Linked DNA regions of Mus musculus: region 1 is linked to region 2. The links are chromatin contacts, called in public Hi-C maps. All regions are on one chromosome and are shown on one strand. Each heading gives the region's core, a stretch centred on a gene start, on an enhancer-like site or on the middle of the called end of the contact. The rest is flanking DNA. Distances are from core to core; before and after follow the strand shown. Region 1 has its middle 18 kb from the start of n-TGccc3. Region 2 has its middle 54 kb from the start of Gm52717.

The links. Hi-C and Micro-C count contacts between places; a contact is called where the count stands out from the background.
Region 1: a contact with region 2 is called in a Hi-C map of cortical neurons, with 2.0 times the contacts expected there. The contact joins two enhancer-like sites. A contact is called at or near these places in 15 of 39 promoter capture datasets (the 3T3-L1 cell line, the C10 cell line, cranial neural crest and 7 more), 7 of 484 Hi-C or Micro-C datasets (the G1E-ER4 cell line, Sertoli cells, cortical neurons and 3 more), 9 of 115 datasets of contacts at active chromatin or transcription factors (CD8 T cells, embryonic basal ganglia, embryonic forebrain and 4 more) and 2 of 9 other capture datasets (adipose tissue and liver).

The regions. Positions count from the first base shown.
Region 1 is chr4:32,246,939-32,249,638 of GRCm38.p6, reverse strand. It overlaps a transcript of Bach2 not described here. Among named protein-coding and RNA genes, the nearest start is that of n-TGccc3, 18 kb to the right of the region's middle. Within about 2 kb of position 1,273, at least 174 of the 459 cell types and tissues checked have an H3K27ac peak or open chromatin away from gene starts, as enhancers often do. A contact at or near this core is called in cortical neurons, where this site is marked.
Region 2 is chr4:32,105,795-32,108,494 of GRCm38.p6, reverse strand. No RefSeq gene overlaps it. Among named protein-coding and RNA genes, the nearest start is that of Gm52717, 54 kb to the left of the region's middle. Within about 2 kb of position 1,419, at least 35 of the 459 cell types and tissues checked have an H3K27ac peak or open chromatin away from gene starts, as enhancers often do. A contact at or near this core is called in cortical neurons, where this site is marked.

The DNA of each region.
Region 1 (2,700 bases), core at 24-2,523, 140 kb before region 2:
CACACACACACAGAGACACACACACACAGAGACACAGACACACACACACACCACCGCCGCCCACTTATTACTTTCCTCTGTTAGAACAAAACATGCAGATAATCTACACCCTGGCTCAAAAATAAGTAATGACCAGTAATAATCAGGAGTGGTAATAAAAAAATTTAAAAAAAAAACAACTCACTCTCCGTGTTTCAATGTGTGGAACAGCTGCATTCAAATCTCCTGAGCCAGTTAATTTTAACTGGCTTTAATTTTAACTAGATTTAACTGCTTTTCCTCTCCTCTGACAAATCAAAATAGCTGCCCTATCGACCACAAGAACCGGTAACCGAAGCACAGTTCCTGTTTTTCGGAAGAGACTTGCATTCAAAGCCACATAGGAGGTGTTTAACATATGTGGGAATTGAAGTGTTGAATGAGGGAGACTGAAACTCAGACACGAACTCAGGCCCCATTGGCGGCTTGTACAGGACCATCTCATGCCAGACTCTGACCCACGTGCCTTCAGTTCTGCTCTCTCATTTAACACAGAATCCCAAAGTCCACGTGGAAGGTCTGGAACTCAGAACGCATTTCCTCAAAGCCAAGTGCAATGTGCCCATCAGGGGGCATCTCAGGACAGACCACAGACCACTCCAGCTTAAAAGTGTGCACTGGAGGTTGTATAACTTACAAGTGGGAAATACTACTGCAACAACGGCTCCAAGAAGAATGAAGACAGCCCCCAGCCCCACCCCCAACCAACCGAGTCTGGGAAAATGTCTAATTAGCAGAGAATGAAGGACCAAGTCTACTACGAGACTTCCGCACAAAGGGAAAAGAAAAGTATTGATAGTTATTCTCAATTTTAGTCCCAGGAGGAAGAGGATGAAGGGAGGAGGAGAACAAAGAAGAGAAGAGAAGAGCTGGTGACTAGGGAGAAGAGGTTGAGGTAAGGAGGAGAGAGAGCAGGAAGAAGGGGGAGGAGAAGGACTCAGGAAGAGTTGAAAAAAGGAAGAGAAGGAAAGGGTTCTGAGAGCTGTGGAGTCGGGGAAGGGACGATGGAGGTATATTTACCCTCAGGAACTAGAGCGCACTCTCCACTGAACTACCCTTGGGCAGAAAAGCCTCTCCACACCCTATATCACGGATGAGAAAGACCGAGTCCAGCACAGTTCCAGAGGCTGGCACTAGATGGCGCCACCAACTCAACATAGCATGGTTGCTGGAGGGGTAGCAAGCAACTCTGACTTCATCCCCCAGGAGTTGTTTACCAGGCAAGGGCTTTATCTAAAACAAGCACTGCTCCCTTAACCAGTCAGCCTCTCTTCATGTCCAGAGAGCACCACTGTGCTAACAGAAGAGGTCAAACCAATTCTGAAATAATTTCCTCAGTCCATTTTTATCAATGAAACTGGGGGGAGGGGAGTGAAGAGGATGGTGGAAGAAGTTGGGTGCACGGCCTCCCCTCACCATAATATTCATGAATTCAAGGATAATTTCAGAGGATGTTTGCCATTAACTGACAAAAATCCCAAACCCTTGGCCACGTTGTTTCCCCCTTGAAGATGAGTTTAAATGTCACATGACACACCTGTGACAGGCAGAAGAATTCAAATCCAGCGTCTCACAGGTGAAGCTCCCAGAATAACAGATCGTGGCAAATCAGCCATGTTTTACATCTTCATTTTACTGTGGTTGTGTCCTCTGATCAGCCTGTCTCCACTTCCTGCCGGTGCTGAGCTCCTGACGAGACCCCCTCACTCACCATGGCACAGAGACCATCAGCTGATCACCACAGTGGAACATTCCAGGCTTCCTCTCTTGCATACTTCTTTGCCTGTCTCTCGCTCAAATGCTGACATCTCACCGAAGTAGTGCACTGGGTATGCTGAGCAACCAATTTCCTCCTAAAACGCTATTTATACAATCCCTTTCTGATACTGGCTTGAGGTCAGAAGGGCAGGAACTGGCTATCACACCAGGTGGCCAAAGGCAACAGAGTGTAACCTGGAAGTGGCTGCAAGAGGATTCTGGGAACTGATGGCAACATGCCTGCCTAGCTTCCTTACAATTCTGATAAGGACTGCTGTCCCCAACGCTCGTCATCCCATGGAATGTGTGCGAAGGAAGGGTTAATTTGAAATGTGTCTACATTTTCCTCTCACTGAATGGTAATAATATCTTTCACAGATAATTTCTCTTTTTTTCCCTTCAGTTTGACTCTTCAGGGTTTATTCATTTGCATAATATGGAATCTTGAACCCATATAGATATTCTACAAATCAATGTGAGTAATTCTCCCACTAAATCAGCAGCTTTAATTTAAGCTCATCATTGTTTGCATAGAAATCTTCATGCACTCATCTGCCTGATTTTTTTAATCACTTAAAACCTCCAACACTGACACACTAAGTATCTCCGCATTTAGCTATCTCCAAATTTTGAACTCATTGCTAAAAAGAAATGAGCCACAGTACATTCATACGCTCTATTATTTCCCAAACTGAGCCTTTCCCGTGCACTTAAGGTTCAGCCAGCCCCAAGAATGCCTCTTGACTGAAGTGTCAATTTGCTGTCCAGTCCAGGCAGAGTGGCGCTGAGTAAGCACACAGCCGTGACCCTCACAAACCCCAGGTAACTGGGACACTTGCCAAGCAGAGTCCTTCAAACCCATTCAGATCTCCAGCTCAAAGTTGCAACATGCTAATCTGGCAA
Region 2 (2,700 bases), core at 170-2,669:
TGGTGGAGTCTTTAGAGTCTCTTATACAAAATTGTATCAACTTCCTTTCATATTTGTATTCCCTTCATCCCTTCCAGTTGTTGCCATAGCTAAGACATCAAACTATATGGAATAGGTAAGGACTGTGGACTACCTTGGCTTATTCCTGAGTTTAGTAAAAATGCTTCAAGGTTTTCTCCAGTTACATTATTTTGGCTTGTTGTAAATTGTCTTTATTATATCATGATGGCTTGAGATTCTCTAGGGCTTTTATCATGAAAGGATGTTAGGTTTTGTCAAAGGCCTTATTTGCACCTAATGATTATGTAGTTTCTGACCTCAAGTCCGTTTACACGGTAGATTACATTTCTGATTAATAAATATAATGGTTCAATTGTGTTGATGCATGCCTTACACTCTGGCACGGAGCCAATTTGATCAGAGGAGGTAAGGCACAGATCTTTTTATGTTCTTGAATTCAGTTTGCAAGTATTTTGTTGGGAATTTTTGTGTCTATGTTCATCACAGTTATAAACCAATAGTTTTCTTTTTGTTGGGTCTTTGTAGCACTTGGTATCAGGATAATATTGGTGTTGTAAGAAAGAATTTAGAAACGTTTCCTCTTCTTCTATTTTACAAAATATTTCTAAGAGTATTGGTGTTAGCTCTTCTCTGGAGGCCTGGTAGGACGCTGTGCTGTATACCTCTGATCCCAGGCTATTTTTAGTTGGGAAATTTTCAATTACTGTTTCTATCTCATTTGTCTGTATGGCTCCATTTAAATTACTAACCTCATCTTGAAACCAATCTGTTTCTTTGAAATTTTCTGGTTTAGCAGGATATAGACCTTCGCAGTATGCCCTCAGGATTCTCTGAGTTTCTTCAGTATCTGTTGTAATGTTTTCTTTTTTGTCTCTGATTTTAATAATTTGGTTCCCCTCTTTCTTTCATTTGCTTACTTTGGTCTAAAGCTTGCTTATCTTGTCAATCCTCTCAAAGAAGCAGCTCTTCCTTCCATTGATTCTTTGTATTAGTTTTCACTTCTAGTTAATTAATTTCAGTCCTCACTTTTATTATCTCTCCTCATGCACTCTTTTCTGGTGTTATTTGGTTTTGTTTTTCCAGGGCTTTCAGGTGCAATATAAAGCTATTAATATGAGATCTTCCAGGTTTTTAATGTAGGCATAAAGTGCTATAAACTTAACTCTCAGGACTGCCTTTCCTGTGTCTCCAGAACTGGTTTCTGTATAATCTCCAGGATTTTTTATAAGAAATCATGTTGTTTTGTTTTGTGTTAAGGTACTATGGTTTGAATGTAGCTACTTAAGCCTGTGGGGCTGTTCCCTCTTAGAGAAGCGAGCTATTTTAAACCCACGCACCCACTTGGGAATTGGTGCTTTTAGGAAGCTATCATCTCCTCTCACAGAAGTGCTGCTGAGAGGGAATGTGGGAGAAGCCAGCCCTCCGCAGGGTGAGAGCTGGGCTGAATGGATGACAGAGTGGCTGCTTTGCTGTCAGGTTTGCCGGATACCTCCCCTCCTGCCTTTAAGAAGCATGCTCTCTTTCCCCCACTTTGTGAGTCTGCCAGACTGATTAATAAAACAAGATAATTCTGGATACAAGTCTGTGCAAAACAGCAGAGTATAAAGGAGCTAATGAGAGGCCCTTGGATGGACGTCATTGTCTTTCACAAAGCATCTTTTGGTCCCATTGTTTTCAGCTAAGACTTCCTGCAAAACAACAGGCTTGGCTGCTGCAGTATGGGCTGCCTGACTCTGGGAGGGCTGACAGTTATCACACCTTCTCCTGCAGGGCTGGGCTGGCCTTCAATCATTCCTTCCCCTCAGTTTCTGTGCAGTAAGTGTGACGATTGGAACTATTACCTGACTCTCCTACTGTGAAATCCAGTAGCAATCAGAGGGATTAAAACTACACTGTGATCAACTGCAGAGACTCCTGCCTCTAATGAGTTTGGACTGAATATGGTGAGTCCAGGTCACAGAATCCATTCAAATTGGGTGGCTCCATAAAACCTGGAGGCTCTTCTGAGGATACTACAACATAGGTGAAACAAAACAAGAGCCAACTCTAAATACAGTTGGAACACAAAAGCTAATTAATCACATTTCTGCCGCACGAAAATATCAAACTACATTTTGGAAGATATTTTCATCCTGTTACTGATTTGCATGCATCACATACATTCTTCTATTTAAAGCTCTGCTGATATGGACATGGAGGAATAGAACTGCAAAAGATGGACCATTTGTCTTCGTTAATGTAGCTGTCAATATATGGAGGGCCTGGATTATGGTGGTTGCAAGTCACTGCTTCCCATAGTCTTCATTATATTCTTGGAAATTCCACGTTAGTAAAAACAAGGTGATGATATTCTAATACATATGTGTGTGTGTTGTATGTGCACATGTTTATGCAGGTATACACATACTTGTATGGATGACATAAGAGATTGAGAAGGAAGGCAGATAGAACTCCAAATAGCTGTTCTTAGCATCCTCGAACTTCAACTGTTTAATTCATACATAACATGTAAGTCAGAATCTGCCAGTAGGTGAGTGCTCAAAACCTCTTATCTCTCTTTAATGCTTAGTATTGCTTGCCAACCTGGTGGGATGTAGGATCACCATGGAAACAAACCTCTGGGCATGTCTGTGATGGAGTTTCTAGACTGAGTTAAATAAAGCAAGAAGACCCACACAC